Regions from separate parts of the Hordeum vulgare genome. Here region 1 is linked to region 2. Evidence: chromatin contacts called from public Hi-C data. All regions are on one chromosome and are shown on one strand. Each heading gives the region's core, a stretch centred on a gene start, on an enhancer-like site or on the middle of the called end of the contact. The rest is flanking DNA. Distances are from core to core; before and after follow the strand shown. Region 1 holds the start of LOC123451895 (kinesin-like protein KIN-14Q). Region 2 holds the start of LOC123395443 (pollen-specific leucine-rich repeat extensin-like protein 1).

Region 1 (2,845 bases), core at 264-2,763, 210 kb after region 2:
GGGTTTGGACCAGTCAAAACCATGTGCTTTAGACGACCTTAGGGGGATTTCTCAGGATTACCAGGCTCGCGGGGTTAATCCCCTGCAAACCCTCCCAACCCCCTTCTAACAAATGAGGCCTTATAGTGTTGCCTCCTTTTTCATCTTTGGTTGAATTTTGGATGGCCAATACTATGCACCGGCGCAACGACCCAAATTTGGGCCGGTCTGTTGCCGAGCTTTGGAACTGCAAACGCAAACGGGCAAGATTGTGGCGACCAAGTCATTTTCTTCCTTCCGTGCACGAGCAAACAAAAAAAGGATCTTCACGGCCAGTCTCTTCATGCTTGCCCTTTGCTGCTGCGTCGCAGCTCGCCGAGGCCACTCGCTGTCGTAGCTCGTTGGGGACGCTTGTCACCCAGCTCCGTCGGGCCGGTCAAAAAGAAAAGACGTCCCTAGCTCCGTCCGGCGAGGCATGTCTCCTTCCCCCTGGTTGCAGCACAGTCGGGTGAAGGTGTACTCGCCACGCGCCCATCGCAACACCGCCATGCAGCTCCGTCGCCATCGCTCGCCATTGTTAGCTAGCCGTTCTTCGTTTGAAGCTTTTACAGAAGCACGTTGCAGCTTTTCTTGATGCCGGTTGCAACTTGTTGCGTCGTCGATTGTAGCAAAATTGACCTCGCTGGCTCTAGCAAAACGCCTCGGTGGTCGCAACATGGTCGTATGGTTGTAGCATTTTGCGTCGGTGATTGTAGCAAAAGTGTACGCCGGTAGTAGCAAAATCCATCAACGGTTGCAGCAAAATTCATCTCTCCGCCATTACCGGTTGTAGCTCCGTCATGATGGATGTAGCAAAGTCCATCGACGTTAGTAGCAAATTACAACAAAGGTTGCAACAAAAAAGGCACCGCGGTAGTAGGTCGTAGCTCCGCACGATGGATGTAGCAAATCTGGCGTTGATAATAGCAAAAAATGGCGATGGTTGCAACAAAAAACTTGGTTGTTTCCAGAAAAGTTTCTGTCGTCGGTTGACTCACTTATTTTACTTTTCCTTCACCGTCATTGACGTGGGGTTGCAACTTTTCTGCATATGGTTCCAGCACCATCAACGATGAGTTGCAGCTTTTCTGCGCTCCTTGCTGACCATAGAGATGGTGAGTTCCATCATCATGACGCCTCGAATAGTTTCACATGCAGGCCCATCCATGTATACTTGGGTCGTACGGGACGATTGTTTCATGGATGCTTACGTCAGCGTGGCGTGCTAGCCGGTGAAAAGCTCAACCGGACTGCCGATTTCAAACGTTTTTCATTTTGATACGCTGTGCAACTTGTCATGACTTTAAAAAGTACTACTGTACATGCATAATCACTATCGGCGTCATGTACGCAAAATCCAACGGTGCGGAGCAGCACGGTGATACGTATCGTCTTCTCGGTTAAAAAATTGCAAAACAAGAGTATCAACATTTATTTAACCCCCTCGAAAGCCCCCCACCCCACGTCACCAACAACACCCAACCGCTCTCTTCCCCTCACGAGCGCCACCACCATTCGAAAACACAAGGAAGAACCCCTCGGGCCTCAGGTCTCTCACTACCCCACCCCACCCCACCACTGCAGACGAGGAGAGTTCACCCCCAACCCCAACCCTGCCTCCCTCTCCCCCGCTCCATCTTCTCTTCTCTCCTCTCCCAGCGGACACACGGCAGTCGGTCGGCTCGTCGGGATCGGTGCTGGTTCGGGCCTTCTTGGACCAGGGACGATGGTGGCGACGGCGACGGCGACGGCGACTGGGAGGGAGCTGGCCCCGGCGGCGGCGGAGGGCGCGCTGCGGAATCACGGGACGGTGAAGGACATCGACGTGGCCACCCGGCGGGCCCAGGAGGCAGGTGAGTCCGCGGGCACACGCGCGGATCGCGCTGAATGCGGGGCGAGAATTTAGTGATTTGATCTTCTTGGTTCGCTGGCTGACTGGGGGTGGAGAAATGAGCGCCGGGGTGGGGAAACTCCCATCCCGATGTCACGGTGGCTTGATCTCGGCGCTTTGCCCCTTGATTTAGGCGAGATGTTCGCAGATGCGGTTGAATTCAAATTTCATGGTGTGATCTGGGTCCCAAGTCAGTGGATGGCGCTAGTTTAAACGTTTCCCTTGTCGCGCTTGTTTGAATTTTAGCTTGCGTTGAGCTCATAGTTGTGTTTTCTGTGCCTTGGAGTTGGTTGGTTTAAAACTGGTCCTAGCTAATGATAATACTGTACCATTTAGTATCGTTCGCTCTGCACATTATACTGTGCCAAACTGCCAATTGTGTTGTTCATTAGCAAATTACACTGCTGCGGTGGCGGCTAATGGTGATACTGGGCCAACTGTATCATTCGCTTTGCAAATCATACTGCTGCCTGTGCTGGTTCATGAAGCAGTTGTTTCATAATTTTGTGCCAACCTAACACTGAGCATACGGGCTTGTGTTTTAAATAAAATAGATAGTGTATGATGGTGATGGTTCTTACGACAGTTGATATGCATGATTGCTACAATATAGCAGCACAATGTGAATTTATGATTTACTGGGGTTGAAAATGCAGCAAATAGACGGTATAATGCAGCCAGTTGGTTGCGAAGAACAGTCGGGATTGTGTGTGCAAGGGACCTGCCAGAAGAGCCCTCTGAGGAGGAATTCCGGCTTGGGCTGAGAAATGGAATTGTCCTTTGCAATGCACTGAACAAGGTTCAGCCCTGCGCCATACCTAAGGTAGTTGCACTCTCAGTACTTCTAGTTTATTTAGTTGCCATGCTTGCTAATACACGGTGATGTTATACCCGTACATTTTAGGTCGTGGAAGCCCGCACAGATACTGTTATACC
Region 2 (2,798 bases), core at 176-2,675:
ACTGGTGGCGGTGGCGAGCTCACCGGCGCCGGTTGTGGCGGCGAGCTCATAGGTTCTGGCTTGGGCAACGGCTTCCGCGGGGGAGCCGGCATCTGCGGGCCATTCAACGGTTTCGGGGGCGGCTTGAGCACCGGCTTGGGCGGTGACGGGCGCGCGGAGCAAATATTGGTTCGGCAATCAACGGGGCGCGCGAGCACAGGGCCACATTCGAGGGGCGTCTTCTGTCCGGGCCGCCCTGCGACGCAGTTACCCTGGTCGTCGAGCGTCACCTCGCCGTCCACCGCCGGGACGCACGCCGCTGCCTCCATGCTGAAGAAGTTGCTGGCGAAGCTGAAGTTTGCGAGCGCCGGGAGCTTGCAGACTGGCTCCGCCACGGCGCCGGCAAGCATGTTCCTCGACACGTCGAGCTGCTCCAGTTTGCTCATGTTGGCGAGCTCCTCAGGCAGCGTGCCAACGAACGCGTTGCCGCTGACGTCCACCACCGTGGTGTTGATGAGTTCGCCGAGCTCCGGCGGGATGCAGCCGTCGAGACCGTTGTTGAGGAGCATGAGCTCGTCGAGCGTGTCCGCCATGCGGCCAACGCTGCGCGGGATGCAGCCGACGAACTTGTTATTGGCGAGCACCACGACCGACGCCGTCGAGTTGCCGATGTTCTCGGGGATGAAACCGACGAAACGGTTGCTGTTGACGATGATGGCGTCGAAGCTCTTCTCGAAAAGCTCCGGCGGAAGCTCGCCCTCGAAGTTGTTGAACCGGATGTCGAGGTACTTGAGCACCGGGATCTGCAGCACCACCTTGGGGAAGCCGCCGACGAAGCGGTTGTTGCTGACGTCGAGCTCATGAAGGAGCATCAGGCGGGAGAAGGTCTCAGGAATGATGCCGCAGAAGCGGTTGGAGTTAATGTGGAAGAAGGCGATGTCCGTGAGATTGCCGAGCGCGGCGGGGAGGTACCCGGCGATGTCGCCGCCGTTGAGGTCCACCCCGGCGACCACAGTGACGTTGGGGTCGTTGAGCGCTTGCGCGCAGGTGACGCCGAAGTAGCTGCACACGTCAGCGCCGACCCACCCGCCAGTAAAGTTCTTGGGGTCGGAGTACATGGCGGCGCGCCACGCCTGGAGTGCGCGGTAGGCGCCGCGGAGGCGCTCATTGGCGAAGGTGACATCGACGCGGATGTCGAACGCAAAGTCGTCCGGCAGTTCGCCGTCGCCCTTCTCGAGGCTCAGAAGCTGGCGCTGCGCGATGTAGGACGCCTCCGAATCCGACAGCGCGGAGACTGCGGCGGACGCCGCCGCCACCAAGACGGCGAAGGCGAGAAGGGCGAGGCTCATGCGGGCCTCCATCGCGGGGAGAAGAACGGGAGGGGTAGTGCGGGCCACCCCCCTGCGATGGTGCCTATATGGAGGGAAAGGAAGGGAGCGGCGGGGAGAGGAAGAGATATAGATGCCGGCGGCGAGGGAGCGGCGGTCATGGCTATGCGGTGGCGCGTGTGTCCCGGAGGCGGGGGCGTTGAGTTCTGGTGGCTGGAGGCTTTTTGTTTGACGGAAATGAGGAGGGGTAGTTCTTTTTTAGCATTGCATGTGCCCCACGTTCTAGCCAAGGTCTTCATGCATGCTCAGTTCTCTTTTACAAAAAACATAACGTCCACAAGTGCTGCAGCGTACACGCATGAACTGTCATTCGTTTGTGATTACACGAATCCTCGTAAGTTTTACCATATTTTCTATGTAACACGGGATTGGATTCGTGCATAGACATTTCATCCGATCGTCAACACATTTGTTCGTAGGGTGGTTGGTGTGTGGGCGTTTATCAGTTCGCCCGCACGCGTGTTTCATATACGCAGATGAGTTGTTGTGTTGGTGTTTATCGGTTCGTCCATACGTCTGTTTCATGCTCACATGCCCGCACGATCGCCATCCGTCTCCTCTTCCACACCCTAAACTGTCAGTTGCCATCTTTTTTGTAGTGGTACATGGCAGCTGCCCACTGTGTTTGTAGGAAGATGATAATTCTCTCTCTCTTATCCGAATATGTTATTTTTACCATGTCTTTTTTGTAGTGTTTATGTGGCAACTTTCTAGTGTGTTTAGAAGCATATGACAACTCCAAGATATTATTTTTGCCCTGTCTTTCAAGTTTTATATGGCAACTGCCTAGTGTTAGTAGGTGGCAACTTCTAAATTTTTCAAATCATGGCAACTGTAATAGACCAGGTCATACATGACAAAAGCTGCAGTTGTCCATAAATGACAACTGCACTTGTCCTGAGATGACAACTGCAGGTTGTTCAGACATGACGACTGCAGCTGAACAACGATGGCAACTGTAGTTGTCCAGACATAACAACTATAGTTCAGCAATCATGGCAACTACAGTTAAACAAAGTGAAAGAGGGGCCGGACAGGTTCAGAGGTGAGGGCGCGTGCTGAATGTCACGCGGGCGTGCGGGGCCGTGGGGTAGGAGACCGGACGTGCGGGCGTGTGGGCGTTACTTGTTTTGCCCACACGCAGGCGTCTGAGCGGGACCGCGAGACACGAGGCCGGACTTGCAGGCATTATCTGTTTGGCCCACACGTAGGCGTGTGGGCTGATTTTCTCATATACCACACAAGATGTGTGGCAAGACCCCTTAACGCCCATACGTTGTGGACGTTATCGCGATCCTTTTTTAACACAAAACATACGAGTTTATTGCATGAATGAAATTTGGATACAAATCCGCATCTCTAGCGGATCACGTAAAAGTTGACAATTAAAAACACGTATAAGAGATACTGTAAACTGTTTTTATGATGTGA

The links. A called contact is a pair of places that touch in the nucleus more often than the background predicts.
Region 1: a contact with region 2 is called in a Hi-C map of seedling, with 4 times the contacts expected there. The contact joins the promoter of LOC123451895 here to the promoter of LOC123395443 in region 2. A contact is called at or near these places in 1 of 6 Hi-C or Micro-C datasets (seedling) and 1 of 1 datasets of contacts at active chromatin or transcription factors (embryo).

The regions. Positions count from the first base shown.
Region 1 is chr5H:116,120,208-116,123,052 of MorexV3_pseudomolecules_assembly, forward strand. LOC123451895 (kinesin-like protein KIN-14Q) reads left to right here and starts at 1,514. Exons shown (of 18, transcript XM_045128444.1): 1 at 1,514-1,871; 2 at 2,566-2,732; 3 at 2,814-2,845. The coding sequence starts at 1,745.
Region 2 is chr5H:115,908,325-115,911,122 of MorexV3_pseudomolecules_assembly, forward strand. LOC123395443 (pollen-specific leucine-rich repeat extensin-like protein 1) reads right to left here and starts at 1,426. Exons shown (of 2, transcript XM_045090448.1): 1 at 1-1,426. The coding sequence starts at 1,340.